3 separate regions of the Mus musculus genome follow, and regions 1 and 3 are each linked to region 2. A link is a contact called in public Hi-C and promoter capture Hi-C data. All regions are on one chromosome and are shown on one strand. The core of a region is the stretch at or near the end of the contact, and the rest is flanking DNA. Distances in the headings are between cores, read along the strand shown. Region 1 has its middle 21 kb from the start of A930007I19Rik. Region 2 holds the start of Insl6 (insulin-like 6). Region 3 overlaps Pdcd1lg2 (programmed cell death 1 ligand 2).

Region 1 (2,700 bases), core at 24-2,523, 180 kb before region 2:
CAGGAACACGGAGCTCGAACATCCTTTACACGGGCCTAGTTGCACCTCCTAGTCGCAGGTGCGTACCTCACCTCAGGGCCCTCAGTAGCACAAGCAAGGGCTCCTGGTCGCTGTGCCCATTAATGCTTTAAACAGCCCCTCCACAAATCAGTGAGAACGACATCTCTGGCAGAAGCTTGTCCGCGTGAGTGTTTTGCAGCCAGGATTGAGATGCTCTGTATTAAGAACACGTAAGTGGGGAGGGACAAACTCAGAAGCCGCTCACAGAATCTTTAGTGGGGTAGGGGTGGGGGGTGTCACAGGCGGTATTTACCTTAGAAGCAGTTTGAAAGATATTCTCCCAGAAAAATCATAATAATGAATCAATCTAAAAATGAATGTAGATAATTTCCCACTATTGTTCTAAAAGAAAAAAAAACTCCAAATATTTTAAGTTTCAAAATATATCCCCCTTTTATGGAAGATCATTCCCAATTGAGTCTGATTGACAGTGAAAACCGCTTACCTGCCAGGAGGCTTGGAGGCAGTAGGGCTAGCATGTGAAGCTCCTCCTGGACGCTAGGTGGCGCCGTGGACTGAGACTTGGTGAAACGAGCTTCAGAGACAAGTTAGACTGGGAGAAAGGTCTTGGAAACTTATTTCTCCAACCCTTCATTTGGAGGGTTTTAAATTTTATTATTATATTAGTTATTATTAATTGTTAATATTTAATGATTATCATTATTGTTATTACTATTACTGTGTGTGGACGAAAGTTGTCTCCTTTTCATATGTTTCATATTTGTGTGGTTAAACTCAGAGAAACTCCTCAGAGCTACAGAGAAAGCAATGGCGACTGTTCCCTGTATGCCCTCCAGAACAGTGCTGCAGCTGCAGGGTCAGCTCCAGGGGCTTAGCGGAAAGGAGGCTGAGACAACCCTTTCTGTTCGGCGACATCAGCAATTTGCCCACTAGGAGGCACTAATAAGCGATTCACAGTCAGGAGAGGGTTGAGTGGGACCCTCTAGCCCACTATCTTCTCAGCTGGAGGAGTGAGGCCACAGTGGCTGGGTTTCTTGTTCTTTCTCACCAACAAAAGCTTTCTTTGAGTGCCGGTTCGCTAATTCCCTCCCCTGCCTCCCTTGTTCCTCAGGACCTCGGACCGCAGCGCTTCTCCTCCGAAGCTTGCTCGCTATGTCCCTGTCTTTTGCTCTTAGCCCTGTCCACACCCTTGGAAAGAATCCTGTGGTTATGCCTCTTGAATATGGCATGGATCTCCTGCCGGGATGCTCCGGGGTTCTGTCTCCTTTCTCACTTCCCTGTTCCACATCCACCCAGTTCTTCTCTCTAAGTAACCGACTCTTTTGGGTTCCCATACTTATAAACATGCAACCGTATAGATAAAGACATGCTCCTTTCAACGATTTACTCAAACTATGGCATACTTGAGTCCTGCACCATGATTTTATTTCCACATAAAATACCCTAAAGATCTCTCTACAGCAGTTCACAGAGATCTTCCTTATGCCAATTTATGGCTGAATTGTATTCGACTTAAGAAGAATACAATTACCTTTTAACCAGCTACTTATCAGTAGAAGTGTAGATTATTTTCAGGTGGCTTCTATTATAAGTGTTGTCATAAGGAATAACATTGTATAAAGGCCATTTGTCCTCTGACCTTTATTGGTCTGAGGAAATATATCAGATTGAGTAAATTGCCTCAGGTTTCTTCTTGGCAAAGCCCATGTCACAATCATTAGAAGTAGGAGGCTGACACCCGTGACCTATATTCTACAGGATATTACCCCACAACATATACTGTCTATTTCCACCATTCCTCCCTCCCCCATTCTTCTTCTCCTCCAGCTTTCTTTTCCTCTTTTAAAAAAAAAAAAGGTTCTGGCTCTGTTGTCCAGTTTAGTCTTGAACCTATGAACCCAGGTGATCTTTCTGCCTCAGCCTTTTCTCCAAATTGCTTTAGTAATATTGATTAGATTGATTTATCGCAGCGACAGAAAAAGCAAGCAAGGACAGAGAGTGGAAGACTGGGGTTTTGGAGGGGAAGAGGAGAAAGGTGGCCTGTCCCTGAGAAGAGAAAGAGCAGGCAAGCATTCTGTGCAGAGCAAGTCAGGGTAGGGGCAGCGGATTTGAAATGGATTCTGTAAGAGTCGGAGAACTGGTCTCACTTGTCACAGTTCCATACACAGGTTGAGACCTCCAGGAGGAGAACAGAGCCTGTGGGGGCCTGGCCCTGAGTGCTGTGGACCCAAACACAGCAGCAAGATTCCTTATGTAGGCCTGCGAACAAAAGAAGGACTCTCCTGAGAGTGTCTCAGAATTCTGCCAAGATAAAAGGGTCCCATCAGACATCGAAGGACAAGCAGATAGCAGCACAGCAGCGAAGAGGCCAAAGACCAGACATGCCTCCGTTTTTAAGCTACTGTGTGAGCCTGATGCCCTAGAATTATGGAGTGGGTGAGTAATTAAACTTTAAGTAAATGAAAATGTTCACTCTGAGCCATGTGTCTTATCCTAGGAGCCATTTCTACCACACAAACTTCTTTGTTTGTTTGTTTTGTTTTCTTTCCCTTCTCTTCCTTTTCTTCCTCTTCCTCTTCTTCTCATCCTCATCCTTCTTCTCTCTTTCTCTATCTCCCTCTTTGTTCTTCCAAGAAAATGAGCTAAAACTATTTTTTTTCAAGTCACAGATTAGTTGCG
Region 2 (2,700 bases), core at 122-2,621:
AAATCCATTCAGCCATTATCCTGCTAATAATAGTGTGTAGCAGTTAAGAATGCATTCCCAGGCAGTGGGATGCTTTCGCGGGTTAAGGCACTTGCTGCCAAGCCTGACAATGTGACAACGATCTTGGGGTCCCATATGGTGCATGGAGAGAACTGGATCCAACTTATACACACACATCAGCAGTAAATAAACATCATAATAATAATAATAATATAATAATAATAATGGTGATGATAATTTATTGTAAAAAAGAATGTGCTCATATAAATAAATTAAGGCAATTTTTACCGGGAACCGGATACTAAATGATGCTTTTATGTACATGTAGAATCTAGACTTAAAACTATGTATTTGTGTGTTTATATATGTGTATGCTTAAATGTTTGTGTTTGTAGGTCATGAAACTACAAAAGGGATTCCGAGAGGGATGAGTGCTTAAAGAAGGTAGGAGGCAATCAATTAATAGAGGACATGTAATTAAAAAAAAGCAAAAAGGGGAATTACTAAAGGCAGGAACTGGGAGAGGGTGGTTAAGGGAGGCGAGTAAGAGAGAGTGAAGTACAGTGCGATAGATGTGAGAAGACACCGCGATGGAATGAGTAATTTTTAAAAAGGGTTTATTTATTTTATTTGATATGTATGAGTGTTTGCTTGCATGTCTGTATATGCACCACGAGTATGACTGGTACTGAACCGGAGTTACAGACTACCATGTGCTGCTTTGTTGGTACAGGGAAGCGACCCCGGATCCTCGGCAAGAGCAAGTTCTCCTAACTGCCAAGACATCTCTCTAGTTCCAGTACCAATTTTTTAAAGTTAAAAAATATAATCCATGAAGGAGATAAGTTTCTCCGAAGGGAAGAAATGGCTCCTGTAAACACTAGGCAAAAAGAAGATCACATTCCAGGTGTGGGGGGGATGCTGCATCTCAGAGTCCTAGGTTCTCATATTTCATGAGGCAGTTTCTTGGAGCGCACGACAAGGAAAATGAATGAATAAAGTCAGAGAAAGAAGACATTTTAAAACTTGCATTTCTGAGGCCAAAAGAGCCTGTTAATTTCAACTTTGACGACAAGGAAAATGAATGAATAAAGTTAGGAAAAGAAGACATTTTAAAACTTGCATTTCTGAGGCCAAAAGAGCCTGTTAATTTCAACTTTCTGCAAGCCGGAAGTCCATGTAAGCCTGGAACACCCCGCACCTAACCAAAGTGTTCTGGAGAAGATTGCCTGCGAGGGAGGGCAACCCGAGGGCGGTGCGGAGAGGGGCGTGGCTGGGGGCGTGGTGGGTGGCGAAGGCGGGGCGGGGCGGGGCGGGGCGGGGGCGGGGCGACGGCCGTTGCAGCGCGCCCGGCCCTGTGGCGGAGCCCAGGGATGAAGCAGCTGTGCTGTTCTTGTCTGTTGTGGCTTGGACTCCTACTGACTCCTTTCTCCAGGGAAGAGGAAGAGGAATCCAGACCCAGGAAGCTGTGCGGCAGGCACCTGCTGATAGAAGTTATAAAACTCTGTGGCCAAAGTGACTGGAGCCGGTTCGAGATGGAGGAGCAAAGTCCTATGACACAGTTCTTTCCCCACTACTCACGCAAGGGCAAAGCCTTCAACCCTCACCCTTCTTCCTCCGCCTGGAGAAGATTCACAAACCCAGGTAAAACTCTGAAGGGAAGGCTTGGTAGCTTATCAGTGTGCAAACTCCTCTTTTCTTATCCTTGACTTTGCTCTGCCAGTGAATTTCTGTAGGAAATAGAATTTGTACCTAGTGTACGTGTGAATACAGTTTTAAAAACCATACAGACTTATATGAAGTTCACTTTAGACTTAGAAGAAATAATTTGTTCAGAGTAGGCCTTATTAAAAAGATGGCCTTAGGTTTCATGTATACCCCAAATTCCGTGTGTTATAAGCTTAATCTCCAGGGCAGCGTTAGGAAGTGAAGTGAGGGAATTAAATTTTCTTGAAACGGAGTCAGGCCATTATCACAGAAGTGGATTGTCCTGAGTGAATCTGTTGCAAGATCACTTCATCCTCCTTTTCCGGCACCTCCGCTATGGGATGATGCTACAGGAAAAGTCCTTGGACCCTGGAGCATCTTCAAATCACGAGTCAAATAAATTCTTGCTCATTTGAAATTAACCACTGTCGGGGGCATTGTCAGAAGATAGATATAGGTGATGAGGAACTAGTCACATAGATAGGATGGGATGGGATTGGGGGCGTTTATTTAGAGGAAAAGTTTATTTAGGGGAAAGACACTGCTGTCTGAATTATACGGGGAAGAGCGAGGAGGTCAGGATGTGCTGAACAGGAGGGGAAAAGAAGCAACAGCGTAGGGCAGTAAGGTTCGTCCAGAAGGGCTGAGAGAGGGAGAGCAAAGCCAACGGAGCAATTCATGTGAAGTGAAAACTTAATAAAGGGCACAGGGAAGGACAAGGGCGGATGAGATGAGTCTCGGCATGGATAGCTCATCGATGCAGATAGGTAGATTGTAGTATGGGGACAGATGAAGCTTCTCTGTGGTTTGCAGCAGCACTGAAGGTGAACTAGCGTGCTGAATTGCATAGAGATCTCGTGGTCTTGACCTACCCTTGCCATTCTGATATTAGCCTTTCTCCTATGTTGTAAAATGTGTTTGTAGATTCCCTTAACTAATTTTATAGTTTTTTTCAAAGCAGTGTTTGTAAGTGAAGCAACTTATCAGAACTTT
Region 3 (2,700 bases), core at 131-2,630, 140 kb before region 2:
AACACTTGGTCCCCGGTTGCTGCTGTTCGGGAAGTTGTGAAACTTTTATGAGGTGGGAGTTAGCTGAAGGAAGTAGGTCACTGGGGTTTGGTCTTGAGGTTAATAGCTCGTCTCTACTTCTTGTTCCTCTGGAGCTTCTGGCCTTAGGGCGGTGTGAGCAAGCAATTGTCATACATGCTCACACTGCCATGGCTTCCCTCTCCAGTATGAGCTATCACCCCTCCAACCATGACCTAAGCTGCTTCTTGTCTGGTCTTTGGGGACTGCATTGAGAAAAGTGACCAATACACTCTTCTTTTCTGCCATTGTTCCATAAACAATGCAATGTCCCTACTATTTACAAAGCTCGCATCTGCGCTGTCATAGGTATTTTTCAGGAATCAGAATTATTTCAAGCCCATGTGAAGATGTATATAGGTTATCTGCAAACATTGGGCCATTTTCCCTAAGGGACGTGAGGACTCCCTAATCTAAGTGAGACTAGAACCAATTCCCGTGGAGATTGGGAGAGAATTGAATTTATCAACTCAAGCTAAGATAGCAAAGGAGGTGAGAAAGAAATGCAAGCTGCTCACCCTTGGCTCTGCTCACTTCTCTGTTGTGGTGGGGGAATTTGTTGTCTATAAAACAAAACTCCCACAAGTGTCTAGCTTCAGAATTACTCCTCTCTTTTCACTTTAAAAGTATCATTATTAGCCGGGCATGGTGGTGCACGCCTTTAATCCCAGCACTTGGGAGGCAGAGGCAGGTGGATTTCTGAGTTCGAGGCCAGCCTGGTCTACAAAGTGAGTTCCAGGACAGCCAGGGCTATACAGAGAAACCCTGTCTCGAAAAACCAATATATATATATCTCATTATTAATTGAGCGTTTCATACATGCATACAATGGGTTTGGGTTGTATTCATCTTCCCATAACACCCCCCCCCCAAGGACCACCCCTCTATCTCCAAATCCTCCCACCTCTGACATCCAGCCATCCACTGGAGCATGGCCAACATACCAGAGCCCATACCCTTCACTGATCCTCCCTCCCTCAGATGACATCACCTGTCAATAACTTCTCAGCTGAGTATGGGGTTCACGAGCCCCTCCCTGATCTGTGCTGAAATGTTGTGAAGGCATCCTCTAGTTCAGGTCTTATACAGGTCTCTATAGCTGCTGTAAACTTATGAGTGTAGTGGTCCCATTAATGTCCGGAAAACACTATTCTAGATCTGTCCTTCCCAACTTCCGCCTCTAATAATGTGTTTCTTACTCCTTGATGACCCCTGTCCTGGCTGGCTTTGTGTCAACTTGACACAAGCTAGAGACATTGCAGAAGAAGGAGCCTCAAATGAGGAAATGCCTCCATAATGTTAAGGTTTGGTCTTTTGCTATGCGAAATACTGGTTACTCCCAGAGACCACATATAGACCCACATAATGCTATGTGACCTTGACTCCCAAGTTATCCCTAATTGGTGAATAAAGATGCTGACAGCCAATAGCTGAGCAGAAGAGGCATAGGCGGGATGTAGGGTTCCCAGGCTTGGGTCAGAGGAGAACCACGAGGTGGGAAGAGAAGAAGTTGGAGAGAGGAGAAGCTGAGGTGGGGTAAGAATCTTGAAATAATGGCCACATGGGTTGGCTAACTGGAGTTAAGAGCAGCCCAGACAAAACATGGCAGATTATTTAATGGGATTATTGGCTAGGAAATAGACATAATAGCATGGAGAATAAATATCTGCCCAGCTCTTGTGCTGATTAAGGCTTATTGTAAATATAAAGGTTATGAGTATCTTTTATCTGGGAACTAAATGGTCAAAGGTGGAGTAGAAAACCTGGATTGAGATTAAATATTTTCTACAACATCATGATCCAGATGTAGGATATTTTCTTATTTAGTGATCCATGGGGAAGAACCCAGTCCACTATAGGCAGTGGCACCCCTGGGGTGGTGGTCCTGTGTTCCATAAGAAAGCATGTAGAGCAAGCATGCATCAGCTCCTGCCTCCAAGGTCCTGCCCTGCCTGAGTTCCTGTCCTGACTTCCTTTGGTGAAGAATAGCAATGTGGAAATATAAACCAAATAAACCCTTTGGTGTTTTGTTGCAGAAAGTGAAAGCCTAACTAAGACAGTCTGTAAACCTAAAGAGGTAAGGGTGCGATATTGATGTCCTATTTTGGCTGAGTTCACCATAGACAATTACTCTCTGAACTTTGAGCCATTATGAGTTTCTTTGCTAACCACTGTCCACTGCACAAAGAAACTTCATGATGGGGTCTGGGAGCTGCAGAAATCTATGAAGATAGAGATAGAAATTTAGAGAAATGATTGGTACTGTTGTCCCTTTAGCAACATCATTGTAGTAGCCTCACCACCGGGACCTCTGAGCTCGCCAACCATGGATTCTTGGTCACAGATACAATACCAACTACCAGGCAGCTCCTCCTATAGAGTGGGCCTTAGATTCAATCAGAATATTGATGAATATCAGATTGTTCATAACTGTGATATTATTGCTACTACTGTACCCATGGGTATATATTGCCATGACAGGCATTATTGTGGCTCACAGAACTCTCCGCTGGGTAAGGTGTTGATGGCTCACCCCACGCCTAGCAGCTCACATTGTTCCTGAGATACTATGAAAGGTGGCCAGCAGGGAAGAAGCTTCCTGGGTAGGGCCAACTTAATATTTCTGTGTCCTGTATCTACCAG

The links. Promoter capture Hi-C pulls out the DNA fragments that hold promoters and counts their contacts. Hi-C and Micro-C count contacts between places; a contact is called where the count stands out from the background.
Region 1: a contact with region 2 is called in a Hi-C map of B cells, with 46 read pairs. A contact is called at or near these places in 10 of 39 promoter capture datasets (3T3-L1-derived adipocytes, the C10 cell line, the HPC-7 cell line and 6 more), 6 of 484 Hi-C or Micro-C datasets (B cells, bone marrow-derived macrophages, double positive thymocytes and 3 more), 10 of 130 datasets of targeted methods (the 230-238 cell line, CD8 T cells, bone marrow-derived macrophages and 7 more) and 4 of 9 other capture datasets (adipose tissue, liver, macrophages and 1 more).
Region 3: a promoter capture Hi-C map of macrophages shows a contact between it and region 2, with 5 read pairs. A contact is called at or near these places in 1 of 39 promoter capture datasets (macrophages), 4 of 130 datasets of targeted methods (CD8 T cells, effector CD8 T cells, memory CD8 T cells and 1 more) and 1 of 9 other capture datasets (adipose tissue).

Annotation. Positions count from the first base shown.
Region 1 is chr19:29,499,569-29,502,268 of GRCm38.p6, reverse strand. No RefSeq gene overlaps it. Among named protein-coding and RNA genes, the nearest start is that of A930007I19Rik, 21 kb to the left of the region's middle.
Region 2 is chr19:29,323,989-29,326,688 of GRCm38.p6, reverse strand. Insl6 (insulin-like 6) reads left to right here and starts at 1,371. Exons shown (of 2, transcript NM_013754.1): 1 at 1,371-1,644. The coding sequence starts at 1,374.
Region 3 is chr19:29,460,076-29,462,775 of GRCm38.p6, reverse strand. The region is part of intron 5 of Pdcd1lg2 (programmed cell death 1 ligand 2); the gene reads right to left. Among named protein-coding and RNA genes, the nearest start is that of Pdcd1lg2, 51 kb to the right of the region's middle.